2 separate regions of the Mus musculus genome follow, and region 1 is linked to region 2. The links are chromatin contacts, called in public HiChIP or PLAC-seq maps. All regions are on one chromosome and are shown on one strand. Each heading gives the region's core, a stretch centred on a gene start, on an enhancer-like site or on the middle of the called end of the contact. The rest is flanking DNA. Distances are from core to core; before and after follow the strand shown. Region 1 has its middle 10 kb from the start of Gm36109. Region 2 holds the start of Cyfip2 (cytoplasmic FMR1 interacting protein 2).

Evidence for each region. HiChIP or PLAC-seq counts read pairs in DNA pulled down with a chosen protein or histone mark.
Region 1: a contact with region 2 is called in an H3K4me3 HiChIP or PLAC-seq map of embryonic forebrain, with 17 times the contacts expected there. The contact joins the enhancer-like site here to the promoter of Cyfip2 in region 2. A contact is called at or near these places in 2 of 39 promoter capture datasets (cranial neural crest and pre-B cells), 1 of 484 Hi-C or Micro-C datasets (B cells) and 3 of 115 datasets of contacts at active chromatin or transcription factors (embryonic forebrain, forebrain and stem cell-derived neural progenitor cells).

The regions. Positions count from the first base shown.
Region 1 is chr11:48,785,659-48,792,236 of GRCm38.p6, forward strand. No RefSeq gene overlaps it. Among named protein-coding and RNA genes, the nearest start is that of Gm36109, 10 kb to the right of the region's middle. Within about 2 kb of position 3,188, at least 200 of the 459 cell types and tissues checked have an H3K27ac peak or open chromatin away from gene starts, as enhancers often do. A contact at or near this core is called in B cells, embryonic forebrain and pre-B cells, where this site is marked.
Region 2 is chr11:46,307,670-46,315,060 of GRCm38.p6, forward strand. It overlaps Cyfip2 (cytoplasmic FMR1 interacting protein 2), which reads right to left and starts at 4,689. Exons shown (of 31, transcript NM_133769.3): 1 at 4,558-4,689.

The DNA.
Region 1 (6,578 bases), core at 1,938-4,437, 2.5 Mb after region 2:
TGCTGGAGAACTTGCCCTGTGGTGCAGCTAAGGAAAAGCGCCAACCAGCTCAGCTACCAGCCAGGCCCGGATCCAGAGCTCTGAGTTGGCCCACTCCAAAAACTACATTATCTGTGAACTGTTGGAGCATGCAAAAGGGCCAGTCTTGCTGATCCAAAGTTTCAGGATCTCCATGACACAGGGCAACTCTTGCGTGCGCCAGACTGGCCAGCAAGAACGACACTGCAACAGGATCCTTCTCCACACGTTTATTGGGAGAGCTTGATTGCAGAGGTGAAGAGACCCCAAGCCCAGACCTGGTGCTGCTTATATAGGCCTAGGAGAGGCATGTCTCACACCCGGATTGGTTATGCACTACGCCTCATTTGCATGTTCCTCATCTGATTGGCTACTCTCTCTCTCTGTACCTCACAGAGCCTCATTATCATACCTCATTTGCATGTCTCACATCTGATTGGTTATACTCTCAAAGCCTCATTATCATGCCCGGGCCAGGCAGTGTCTTTGCAAAAAACTTTGCTGCATATGTACACATTGGTTGTTTGTCCAAACTTATATGTGGTGGCCAGCAGTAGTCAGCGTCACTCTGCAACGGCACATGTGGCTTCCCACAGGCAACAACAGGATAACCAGGAGGAGTTTGGATCCTTGGTGAGGATCCAATATTAATGATGTCTCAGAAGCTATAGACCTCAAACCAGACCAATACTCATTGCAGTGAACATTTGTAAGTAAAGATGTGTGGACAGAGGAATATGTTGTGGGAAACATTGTGACACACTACAGCTTCCATAATGAGATGTTTTCTGTGCTTAGGTTTTGTGTGTGTGTGTCTGTGTGTGTGTGTGTGAGAGAGAGAGAGAGAGAGAGAGAGAGAGAGAGAGTTTTATTTCCTTTTATGGGTGAGGTTGCAAGGGAGGAGAATGGGTACGAGGGAACAGATGAATGGAATTGGGATGCATGGTATAAAATTCACAAAGAATCAATAAAAAGTTAAAACACAAACACACACACAAATTACCACTCAAGTCATCAAAATATCTAGCAAAACCTGTCCTTTTGCCATACACATTTAGGTTCCAATATTTTCACTAAAAAATACAAAACTGGCAGGGCATGGTGGCGCACGCCTTTAATCCCAGCACTCGGGAGGCAGAGGCAGGCGGATTTCTGAGTTCCAGGCAAGCCTGGTCTTCAAAGTGAGTTCCAGGACAGCCAGGGCTACACAGAGAAACCCTGTCTCGAAAAACCAAAAAAAAAAAAAAAAAAAAAAAAAAAAAAAGTATACAAAACTAGCATGGGTCTAAGAGCAGAGACTGGAGTGAAGTAGGCCTGGGTCTAAATCTTCACTGATTTCTTAAGTGAATGGCCTTGGGTTTATTACATAACTTCTACATCTCATTTTTTAAAAATGAACAGAATTTCACAGCTCTCCTAGTTGGGCGGTGATGGTGCACACCTTGAATTCCAGCACTTGGGAGGCAGAGGCAGACGGATCTCCTTGAGTTCCAGGACATCCAAGGCTACACAAAGAGACTGTCTTGAGCCCCACCCGCAAAATATGCAAAAACAAACAAACTAAAAAGGCTAAGTTTGGGTTTCGTTTTTTTTAAAGTCTGCACACATTCTGCTGGGCTGTGATGCACACCTTTACTCCCAGCAGTGGGAAAGCACAGGCAGATGGAACTCAGTGACGCACTTTGTATCCCAGGCAGGCCAGGAATACAAAGTGAGACCCCACAACTAAAGAAATAGATAAATCGATGGTTAACTAACTAACTGTCATTACAGCCATCCATGTGGATACAGCATACATGTGGACACTGGCGACAACTTGAGGAAATCAGTTATTTCTTTCTGCTGAAAAGGTCCTGGGCATCAAACACAGCTCATTAAGCTTGGTACCTTACAGCTGAGCCATCTCACTGGCCGTGAAATAGATCTTTTGTGATTTGTTATCAGTAAATGTTTTATCCTTATCTCTATTTTATAGACCTACTGTGTGATTTCAGTAAGACATGTCTTCCATAGGCTCTTGTATTTGTTTTGTTTTGAGACAGGGTTTCTCTGTATAGCCCTGGCTGTCTTGGAACTCACTCTGTAGACCAGGCTGGCCTCGAACTCAGAAATCCGCCTGCCCCTGCCTCCTGAGTGCTGGGATGAAAGGCGTGTGCCACCATGCCCGGCAGGCTCTTGTATTTGAACACTTGTTCCCCAGTTGGTGCTGTTTGGGGAGGTAGTGGAACCTTTAGGCAGATCAGCCTTGCTGGAGGAAGTGCGTCATTGGGAGCTGCTGGTTCTGAGAGTTGATGGCCTGACTGCACTTCCTGCTTTCAGTCTCACTCTCACTCTCTTGATCCCCACCCCCTCGGCAAATGAACACATGACCAGCCGGCTTACACCACACACACACACACACACACACACACAGTTCTGCCTGCAGCCCCTGTCTCCCGCCAACATATGGACTCTATGCCCCTGGAACCATAGCAAACCCATTTTTCCTTAAGCTGCTTTGGGCTAGAGGCATTTTTGTCACAGCAACAGAAAAGCAACAAATATACTTAATATATTTTCCTATCCCAGGTTGCCTAAAAGATTCTTGGGCAAAAGGGATCACAAGTAGCATTTTCTTTATTAATCATTCCATTCGTTTATATCTCAAATGATATCCCACTTCCTGGTTATCCCTCCACCAACCACCCATGCCACATCTGCCCTCCCCCTTCTCTTTGCCTGTATGAGAGTACACCCCCACCCACCACCACCGCCACCCCACCGCTTCAGCATCCGCCTATGCTGGGGCATCAAACCTCCCCAGGACCAAGGGCCTCCCCTCCCATATATTTTGAAATAAAAATCAATATAATGTCCTACTCATATGAAAAAATACTAAACTAAAATTCAAACGAAGGCTGGCGACAGGGCTCAGTGGATAACGTGCTTGCCTCAAGCCTAGCCTGACTACTTAAGGTTGATCCCCAAGTACCTCCCAAACGACAAAGGGAATAGAACCCACTTTTGCGCGTTGTCTTTTGATGAGGGAGGAGAGGGAGAGGGAGAGAGGGAAATCAGACACAGAGACAAAAAAAAGGGGGGGGGGGGAGATTTTGTGCTTAATTTACTAATGAGAACTGGGAACCAAAGCGGACACAAGGTGGCAGCACTAAGCTCCACAGACGGAGATTTTGGAATGTTTGCTTGCTTGCTGTGCCTTTTTGTGCCCGGTAGAACAGAATGCTTCTTGGAGTGTCCGTTTATTGCCTGATGAGTGCTTTACCCTCTGAGCTTCCTCACAGGCCGCTTACGCATAGTTTAATGTACAAACTATAAAATGAATCATCCAAAATGGCAAAGGAACCCCAAGTTCCCCAAGATGCCCAACTTGCTCACAAGTTATTTAATTAAAAAAAAAAAAAAAAACGGGCATGGTGGCACACGCCTTTAATCCCAGCACTTGGGAGGCAGAGGCAAGTGGATTTCTGAGTTCGAGGCCAGCCTGGTCTACCGAGTAAGTTCCAGGGCTATACAGAGAAACCTTGTCTTGAAAAACCAAAATAAAATAAAATAAACAAATAAAAATTGTTGCCTAGGTTTGACTCCCAGCACCAAAAAAAAGATGATAAAGATGTGATAAGTAATAAATATGCCTCTGAGATAGCACATTAAATAACTTACACAGAGGCAAGACCAGTAATTCCAAGCACTTAGAGGTAGTAGAGAAAGTGTCCCACGGATGTGTGATAGCCTTCATGGGAGGCAGAAATACCCAAGCTCTGTCCCCGATCAAGGTTCAAGTCCTGCCCAGACAGCTGCACTTTCTTGTCTTACTTCGACCAAATGTTCCCTAGAGGTTCAAGTTCTTTTCCAAGTTATAAATGCTTAGTTCACACATGTCCATGTCCAGATGTTCAGTCTCTCTTGTGCCTCTGCCTAGCGTGAGCGTTCCTGAGAGTACATAGGTACTACCAGACTTGTGTGACAAGGGTGAGAACGGGTATTTGCACACAGGCCTCGTAGCCCAGCATGGAGATAATCAGAGCAGATGCCCCCATACAAGGAGGGATGAAACCAGACACAGCCCAGATTTGGAGGAAGATAGAAAAGAGGCAGCCAGGTCCCTGTCTGGGTCTCTGACACCAGGCCAAGAAGCCAGACTTGCATCTTCAAGAGGTGCTGCTAGGAGAAATGATGCAAGTCTAAAGAATAGATGATACATTTTAGGGGATCCGATATGCAGCGTGAGAGCCATTCCGAGCCTCACAGTAGCCTGGCTGGTTATAGGGCCCAAGAGCTCGAATCTCTAGTGTCTGGGGACACTTTATAATACACTGTTCTGGATTTCTGCTCACAGAATCCCTAACCTGCTCATATCTACCTTCTAGACTTATCTATCAGACCCTGAGGAACCTCGAGACTAAGTTTGTCTCAGTTCCTCTCTGTGTTCCCACACAGAGGTCCTCCACCTACTTCAGTGACTCCACCATAGATATTTCTCTCTCTCTCTCTCTCTCTCTCTCTCTCTCTCTCTCTCTCTCTCTCTCTCTCAAATGAAGTTATTGCGTGGACCGAGATCGAATCGAGACCAAGACTTCACATGTCTGTAACCCGCATGCTGAGGGGAGGAGAGACAGAGAGAATTCCTGGGACTCCTTGGTTGCCCATCAAGCTCCAAATTCAAGGAGAGATCTTTTGGGCTTCATTTATAGAGGACTAAACTGGAACCTAAGCGGACGCGGGGTGGCAGCACTGAGCACCCGAGTCCGAGAGTGAGAGCGATAGGAATCCAGGGTAGACACCACACACTCATACAGGAAAGCAGTCTTCCGAGATTCAAGGCAATTTAGCTATAAGCCGCTATAAGTAAATTAAGGAGATGGGAGAAGGAGAGCTATAGTTCTTATAACACAGGTTATAACAAGGACTGACGCCTGCAGAGGCGGAGAGTGCAGCCCGCAGTCTGTCCTGAAGTCAGGCCCCCACGTCCCTGTTGCCAGGCATTGTCACCCCTTACCATTACACACCTCCTTCCAACAGTCAGCAAGACCTGCAGGGTGTTGATTCTTTGAAATTGGAATGCTTTAATTCCCAGCACTTGGGAAGCAGAGGCAGGCGAATTTCTGAGTTCGAGGCCAGCCTGGTCTACAAAGTGAGTTACAGGACAGCCAGGGCTACAGAGAAACCCTGTCGAAAAGGAAAGGAAAGGAAAGGAAAGGAAAGGAAAGGAAAGGAAAGGAAAGGAAAGGAAAGGAAAGGAAAGGAAAGGAAAGGAAAGGAAAGGAAAGGAAAGGAAAGGAAAAAACCTTTCCCCATTTACCCAGGCTGGTGGCTCCCCATGGGAGCAGATGGCCCACTAAGCAACGGTGGTAATAGCAAACCTAGCCAACTTGGAGTTAGAGAGCAGCCACCATGACCTAGAGGTAAACCCATCTTCCGCAGAATCGTGATACGGCACGGGCGGGGAGCCTGCTTCCTGCTGGGCTGTCTCCCTGAAGAACAGAAGAGCTAGAAAGTTCACAGCCCCGGAGCCAGCCTGTAAGGTCTGACCTCTCATTAATTTTTAACTCTAATTTGTAAGGACATGGTGCCACAGTAATTTCCTGGGAAGTCCATGCTAGCCCTGGGCCTGGTATCTGCCCTTTACTCAAACGCCTCTTGCCCCCATGGGGACCTCTCTCTAGCCATGAGGAGATAGCACCTCTTTCCTCGTCTTAGATCTAGTGAGGTTTTCCAGATTGCATTCTCCAGAGCATGCTTGGTGTAGTTGACTTCAGCGGGGCACACAGAACTCCCATTGTTGGTATCAAGGTCCTGGCCGGTGTTGGTCTGTGAGCTCCGGGGGCAGGAAAAGTCTGGGATTCCCGTGGACCTGCCAGAGTTGGGCTCCGACTCTCCGGCACCACAGACACTGCTAGGCACCGCGGAAGAGCCGGTTCTGGGGTCCCTGGGCCAGGGACGACACCCATGCTTGCCTCCTTCCACATAGATTCCTATCCCCCTGTTCCTCCCTCCTAAGGACTGAAATTGCAGAGCGCGTGCCACTAAGCCCTTCTCATGGTGCTGGATATCACACCCTCAAATGAAGCTCGTCCCAGATTTCTAATGCTGGGAATGGTGACAATGTCTCTAATCCCAGCACTCGGGAGCTAGAAGCAGACAGGTCTCTGTCAGTTCAGCTACAGCTTCATTGGTGAAGTTTATTGGCAAAGGTCAGTGCTATCTAACAAGACCCTATCTCAAAAACATAATTTTTGTTTGTTTGGTTTTTCGAGACAGGGTTTCTCTGTATAGCCCTGGCTGTCCTGGAACTCACTCTGTAGACCAGGCTGGTCTCGAACTCAGAAATCCGCCTGCCTCTGCCTCCCAAGTGCTGGGGATTAAAGGCATGTGCCACCACTGCCCGGCTTAAAAACATAATTTTTAACTATGTGTTTGCTCGTGGGTCTTTGGGGGGGCGTTGTATTGCATGACTGCAGGAGTCTTAGAAATCAGAGGCATCAGACGCCCCTGGAGTTGAAGTCACGGGTAAGCCCACTCAGGGTGGGTGAGGTCCTGGTGGTGCTCAACCCCAGATCCAG
Region 2 (7,391 bases), core at 3,439-5,938:
CTGCTAGCGGAGTACTTGCTTCCAGGCAACTAGGATGAGGGTCTTAAAGCCCACACCCACAGTGACACACCTACTCCAACAGGGCCACACCTTCTAATAGTGCCACTCCCTGAGCCAAGCAGATATAAACCATCGCACAGGCCTTTGGGGAAAGCTGGGCAATTCTCTCAGTCAGCCTTAGCTTGTTTCTTAATTCCCCCTCCCCCCCAGAGGGACCTGGTCCAAACTTTGGAGTTTCCTAAGGTCGCCTCATCAGTCCATCACCTTTACTTTCTGTAGAAAGCCTCACATCCTGTCACAGTTCATCGTAACTGTCAACATAACAGGATGTAAACTCTGAAAGTGACTCCAGGAAGGTTTGACTAAGGAGGGAACGTCTACCCTCGGCACCGAGTGAGTGGCACCTCCCCATGGGCTTCATCACAGAATAAATAGAAAGAAATATTGATGATGATGATGGTGGTGACGATTAATAAATAACAAGCTGAGTACCAACATTCATCGTTCTCCAACTCCTGACTCAGCATACAGTGTGACCAGCTGCTTCATGCTCCTGCCGTCATGATGGCCTGTACCCCTTTCAACTGCAAACCAAAAGAAATCCTTTCTTCCTTAAGTTGCTCTTTATCGTGTGCATTTTTGTGAGATTTCCAGCCCTCCTAGGGATTGGAGTCTGAGAATTTCTACTGTGAGAAGACTGGCTGCTGAGGTCAGCACCCAATCAAAATGTGCCACCCCCAATGAGGTCATCACTGGGCCTCTTCCTTTTGGGAGGTTCTATTTGCTTTCCTCTGTCATCATACTGCTTCTGAGATGACACGAGGCTTTCAAAGTGCCACCCAGGCAGCATGAGCCCTTCAAGAAAGTCCGCTGCAGTCAGCTCTGTCCCCTGAAACCATTTCTCTCAAGAATCTGCACTTGATTCATTTCTCCTCTGTTGCCAGGGCCTAAAAAGTACTGCTTCAGTGGATGTCTTCTGTGGCAAATCACACGCACAGTTTACAATGGCCATAGCTCCAAGGCTACCGCCCGAACTTTTGCATCCTGGCAGATAACCTTCACACCCTGAGTGGATCCTGATATGTTTTTACACACATAAGGACATTACAGAACCTGTGAGCCACAAAGTGCCTTTCGGTTTCTTTTTGGCTCCAAGGCACAGAGAAGCCACAGAACCAACTCTTAAAACTGACACGCAAAATACACTTAATAAATCGTTCCTTTAAAAACAGAGGCATGCATCCAAAAGAGGCATGCTCGGGAGTCCCGTTCTCTTCCTCTTTCCATGACTTCTTCTCCACCTGGGGCTTCACAGACATTATCTCATCCCAGGGCTTTGGTGGCAACAGATAGGTGACAGGCTTAATGGACCGCTTTCCATTGCTCAATTGTTGAAGTCGGAAAAGGCAGTGGCCAAGTTAAAGGCTCTCAGGAAGCCTAGGAGGAATCCCAGTCCTAGCCTCACTGTGCTGCCCTGTCCATCCCAAGCTTGCCCTTGACATTTTTGAATTGGTTGCAGAATGCTGAATACACAGAGGAAGACATTCTTCTCCGGCTCTGTGTGCTGAAACGTGAGAATTACCGCTGCTCTCCTGCCCCCACCCGGTCCTCCTGCCAACTCAAGTTCAACCACGTTCACTTTCAGCAGTTGCCAGGTGAAGCCCTGGCCAACACCTTGTCTGATCACATGCCTTTCTAATGTCTCTGGCACGTACCTCAACTGATCCAGCAGACCAAGTCCCCTTGAAAAAGCACGATTCAGGTAAGTCCCGGGAGTGAAGAGGTCCGAGAGGACCGTGAATTGACTATGCACATGAACCAAATTCTCGGCGATCGTGTAAATACTGCATCGCAGCAATAGGGGTATAAATAGGAGACCGATTGTGTGCCACACACTCTATTCAGAGCTTTCGTGCATCTTTCATTTAATAAGAACATCCAAAGATGCACTGGCCCCTCCCCCACCACAGCTGGCCTCCGAGTCACAGGATTCACAGTCTGCAAGGCACAAACTGCTGCCTTCCCCATCCACCAACCACCTCCAGCTACAATCGCCAAGGCCATTCGCCGGACCCTAGATATAGCTTTGCTTCTCAAATTGACAAGACCAAAGGCCTTTCACAAAGGCTCCAATGAGGTGACTGACATCTGGTTTCGTCAACTATAAGTGAATAATTAATACTTGCCAGTAAAGAAATAGACTCATTGTTATGGTGGCCACATGGAGGCTACAGAAAGAGCATTTTGTGAAGCTCTTGGTGGAACCCTGGGGCTAACAGTGGTCCAAAGAAGCCTCTTTGAGCATGGAGGCCGGGGCTGAGATGTGAGGACAGGAGCCCTATACTGTTTTCCAGCAATACTGTTCCCAATGCTAATTAGCCTGTTGCCTATTCATCACCTAATTTAGCTTTCAGGTCAATGGCAGCCTCAGAGGCCCAGTGACCACTGAGGGGGCACGATAATCGAAGGGTGCACTTCTGTTACCGGGGCCCTTGGCTAGCTGTTAAATTACTTCTCCATGTGATCTGATCTGAGCAAGAGTCTCCAAACCTGTGCCCCACCCCACCCCCCACTTCTGGCCTAATGCCTAACTCACGCTTTTTCTTTCCATTTTCCACCACATTAGGGAACAAGGCAGTCTTGGGTTCCTATACAACCAGTCAGAACTGGCCAGGAACTACAATAAAGAAGATTAGTGAGCTAATGCCACCGGCCTGGGGCTCAGCAAGCAGAAGTACCCAGGGGCACTGGCTTTGTAAGCAGCAGCGTGCTGTCTGTGGCTTCGTAACTGTCAGGGCAGATGGCAGCTAGCTCCAGTAAGGAACTCTCCATGGGCACATTTCACACCCCACGGGCAAGGAGAGACTGGTGATCAACAAAAGCCTTCTGCTGACAGTAACCCCTGACCCCTCTCTCTCTCTGCCTCTCTCTCTCTGCCTCTCTCTGCCTCTCTCTCTCTCTCTCTCTCTCTCTCTCTCTCTCTCTCTCTCATACACACACACACACACACACACACACACACACTCCTACAGTACTCCTGCCCACCAGGCCAAAGCAGCCCTGACAGAAAACGAAGCTGGCAGCTGCCACATAGGCCATTCTGACCACAGTATCAGTGCCACATCTAGCTTACATCGGAAAGTCAACCATTAGAGATAGCAAATATTTTGACTTCAGCTCTGCTTCCTATTAAAATGTCTCCTATCCTCGGCTTCCTTTCTGATCCCATGACTTAAGAAGCGCCTGCTCTACATCCAATGGGAAAACCTTTTGTATTTAGCTCTTCAAGATAAATACCACTCACTGGCTCCTTTCTCAAGCAAGTTTGACAGGAGAGAAGGGACCCAAGGAGCATCGGGTGGAGGGGGGGAAAGCCACAGAAGGGGGGATGGTGGTAGGGACAACTACCTTCAAGGACTTACAATCCCGACTATAGATATTAATCTATATTTTTGTCCTCCGACAATGGCGGGAGGGGGGGGTGTCACTGAGTGCTAGGCAATGGTTCTTGCAGGGCCTGTGCCCAAGAATAAGGCTGGTCACTTCTAAGGGAAGGGGTCAAGAGGTAGAAATGGTTGCTTAGGAGCAACAGTCAGTCGTCAGTCTGATCCCTAAGTCTTCCTGCCCAACTGTGGGGCTGTGGGCACTAAAGAATTGGGCTAGCCAAGTTCTAAGTCTGGACTGGAAAACACCCAGATAGTCGCGGGAGAAAACCAACAGTCGGTTCAACCATGCTCCCTGCCCCCACCCTTAGCCACAAGCTACTCCTCTTCCTGTACACACAGGAGGGCTTACCTTCCTGAAGGTGATGTGGCAATCTCCCACAACAGACAGGTGGGCAGCTAAATACGAAGGAAACCTTGACCCCTAGGATTCCATCACCCCACCTTTCTCCTCCCCAAAGCCATCCAGGGGAGAGGCGCTAGTATAGGCCAGAACGCTTCGAAGCAGGTCAGCCATGCCTCCCGGCTCATCAGAGCTTTCCTCTCCCAAACCGTGCCGCTGTGGCCCCGGCCCCACCCGGCTTCGGTTCACCGCGGGCGCCCAGTACCCCCTTGCCTGTCAGGCGGGCCCAGGCAGCTCTCTCTGGCCTTGGCTGAATGATGGTGGCCGCGACCGCAGAGGCGGGGACTGCCCGGCGATCTGCAGTATGTAGGTGCAGGGATGTAGCCCCCTCTGGGCTTGTGGCCCCTGCAGGTATCCCTGGTCCCCGAGACTATCCCTGCCTCTTTTTAGGGCGGGTGGCTCCGGCCCAGGCCACGCACCTGCTGTGGCTGCCGCTGAGGCTGCTGCGCGGAGCTCTGCGCTGTACCCACGACTTCTGGAAAACGCTCCCTGCCCAGGGCGCCCGGGGCGGCCGAGGGGAGAAGGGACAACACAGGCCTGTAGCCCGGCCTCCAGGGACCTGAAGCCGTGTAGCCTCGGGCGCCAAGCCAAGCGCCCCCAACGGGCTGGGAGAAGTGGCGCCCGCCCCTCGCGCATCCTCAGGAACGCATCCACCGCCTAGGCAGCATTTCGGTTCCTGCATCAGCCCTGTTGTCTCCGAGAGTCCCTTACCTGGCTCGGTGGCAGGTCCAGGGGAGGGACCCGAGGCTACCGCAGGGCCCCGCGCCGGGGCGCAGGATGCTTAGCCCCGCTCCGCCGCTGCGCCGGCGGACCGCCGCGCCCCGCCCGCGGCCCCGCCTCTCCGCCTGCCGCGGCTCCTCCCCTGGCCGCGGTGCCCAGCCCCTTCGCCGCGGCTGCTGTCACACAAAGAGCCGGAAATGGCTGCGGCGAGGGGCTCCCTGCGCACCCCTGACCTGCAACCTCCTGAACCCATACCTTCCAGCCTTAGAGTATCCAGCCTCCGGACTCTGGAGGTGGAGGAGGGACGACTTTCCTGCTGCCGCCTGCATCACCAGCGACACCTGCCACTCCAGAAGGAAGGAAGCGTCAGCTCCTTTCGCATCTCCCCGGTGTCAAATTATTTTCATATAGTCATTTATTCACCACATCTTTATCGACTACCTGTTTTGTTCCAAGCATCTTGCCAAGAGCCAGGCACGCACTAGTGTGCAGTAGAGCCCCTGCTCGCTTGGAGCTTATTATTTGCCAGCATTAACTGACCTAACAGGAGTCCAATGACAGCTGCTTTCCCAAAGAAGGGAGCAGGCTAAGTGAGAGGTTGAGCCCTTCCACCACTTGAAGAATAACTTCCCAGAGGGCACGGGCTCAGAGGGCACGGGCTCAGAGGGCACAGGCTCAGCGGGAGAAAGCGCTTGCAGCCAAGCTTGATGATGACCTGAGTTCGATTCCCAGGATCCACAAGGTAGAAGGAGAGAGACAGCTTCTGTATATTGTGTTCTGACCTCCACCCACATGCATATATGCACATTACACAGACACACAGACACATACACACACCCATACACACACACAATAAATAAATGTAATAATTTAAAAACAAAGAGAAACATCTACTTCCTTTCCATTTCTTAGTGTAAAAATGTACAGCTATTATGTGTGTGTGTGCGTGTGTGTGTGTGTGTGTGTGTGTGTGTGTGTGTGTGTGTGCGCGCGCGCGTGCCCATGTCGATCCCATTGAGGTAGAATTGACTCGTGGACAAAATCATGATAAGCTGACTTTTAGGCAAACCTAGGAAGGAGCTGAGGAGACAGAAGCCTCTTAGATGCTGCTTAGGGCTCTTCAAAGAATCCATTGCTCCTTGAGACATAACTCGGAGGGCTTTAGGTAGGGATGAGGCCAGCTGCATTCAGTCCTGACCTGAACCCACCCCAGCATGGTACTGCTCTGAGTGGGAGATGCAGTACCTGCAATAAAGGGAATAATAGTTGCTCTGGGTACCATATATATATATATATATATATATATATATATATATATATATATATATATATATATATATGTGTGTGTGTGTGTGTGTATGTATATAAAGTATTTATTTTATTCTGTGTGTATGGGTATTTTGATTGCATGCACATATATGTGTACCGCATGCATGCCTGGTGCCAAGAATAATCTGGAACTGGAGATACAGATAATTGTGAGATGCCATGTAGGTACTGGGAATTGAACTCAGGTCCTCAAGAGGAGTAGCCACGGCTCCCAACTGCTGAGCCATCTCTCCAGCCTGCCCTCTTAGGGGAACTAATTGGAAAGTACTTGAGAGCCTGATTTATGTATAGAGCAACAAGGAATAAAATCTTGGGTCATGAGAACCTTCTCCAATGCTTGCCAGACGCCACAAACTTAGACTTGCACAGTTGTTCCCTGTAAATGGCTACTGATAGAGGAGCCACTGTATGCAAATCTCAGGCAAGGACTTGAGAAGACTTAGCTGCATCTCACATGCTTCCCCCGGGGCTCAGAAACCACGCTCCCATGTGGTTTGATGTTACATCACTTGTCTAATTTAAACTGCTATTTCAGAAGCGATGACTTACATATATAGCGACACACATACATTTTCCCCCCCTTCTGATGCCATGTGAGAAAGCTGTGGGGGTGTTTGTGGGGGATGGCTTTAAAAACAGAATTCAGGTTTCGTCTTACTTTAAAATTCATTTTTTTTCAACCAGGATCCTCAGGATTTCAGTCCACAGTGACTGCAGACGCTTACGAATGAGAATCCCCATTCCTTGGGTTTTCATCCTGAAAGGCAGATTATTTGAGGCGTTTTTATCTTCTCAGAGACATATTTCTCCATGTTGCTCCTTCTTTGTCTTTTCTCTTTTCAGAGAGAATCTGTTTGGAAACAATAGCACAAAACAACTGATATTATGTATGTGGTTGTATGCTATGCCATTTTATTTTCCCTGGCTGCTGGGTTCTATCTGCCCGTAGAGGAGGTGCACCATGGGCTTTTTACATTAAATGCCACAGACCTGCCTCTGTGTTTGAGTTTTGCAACCAACTGAAGAGCAATCTTAAGCAAGACGTTTTACCTCCCTCTCCCGGTTTCCCCATTTATAAATTTAACTAGTTTGGCTACACTCCAACATGCCTCTGTATGCAGAGAATTACATAAGTTGAAACAGAGGGTGTTTGCTTCTCAGAGTAAGGGTGCTTCATTAGCTTCACACGGCCCTTGGGACGGAACCCAGCCGCTAGGGTGGCCTCATAGGGACCTCATGATCTATGGTCTGTCAAGGTTCTTCCCATGTGAACAAATCTGCTATGATTCAGCTAAAAGGATCCCGTTAGTTCCCTAAAGCTGATGTGTTCTATCGTCTGCCTGACCCTTGCACAAGTCAAGCTTCTTGATGGGAGGCTCAGTTCTCTGGTTCCGTCCTTCTTCGGTGCTTTCTCCTAGGTCACCTGCTTGACTTTGTTCATCCTTTCGGTATCTGCCTTGCTGTTACTCCTCCCAAATTCCTCCTTTGGCTGGGCT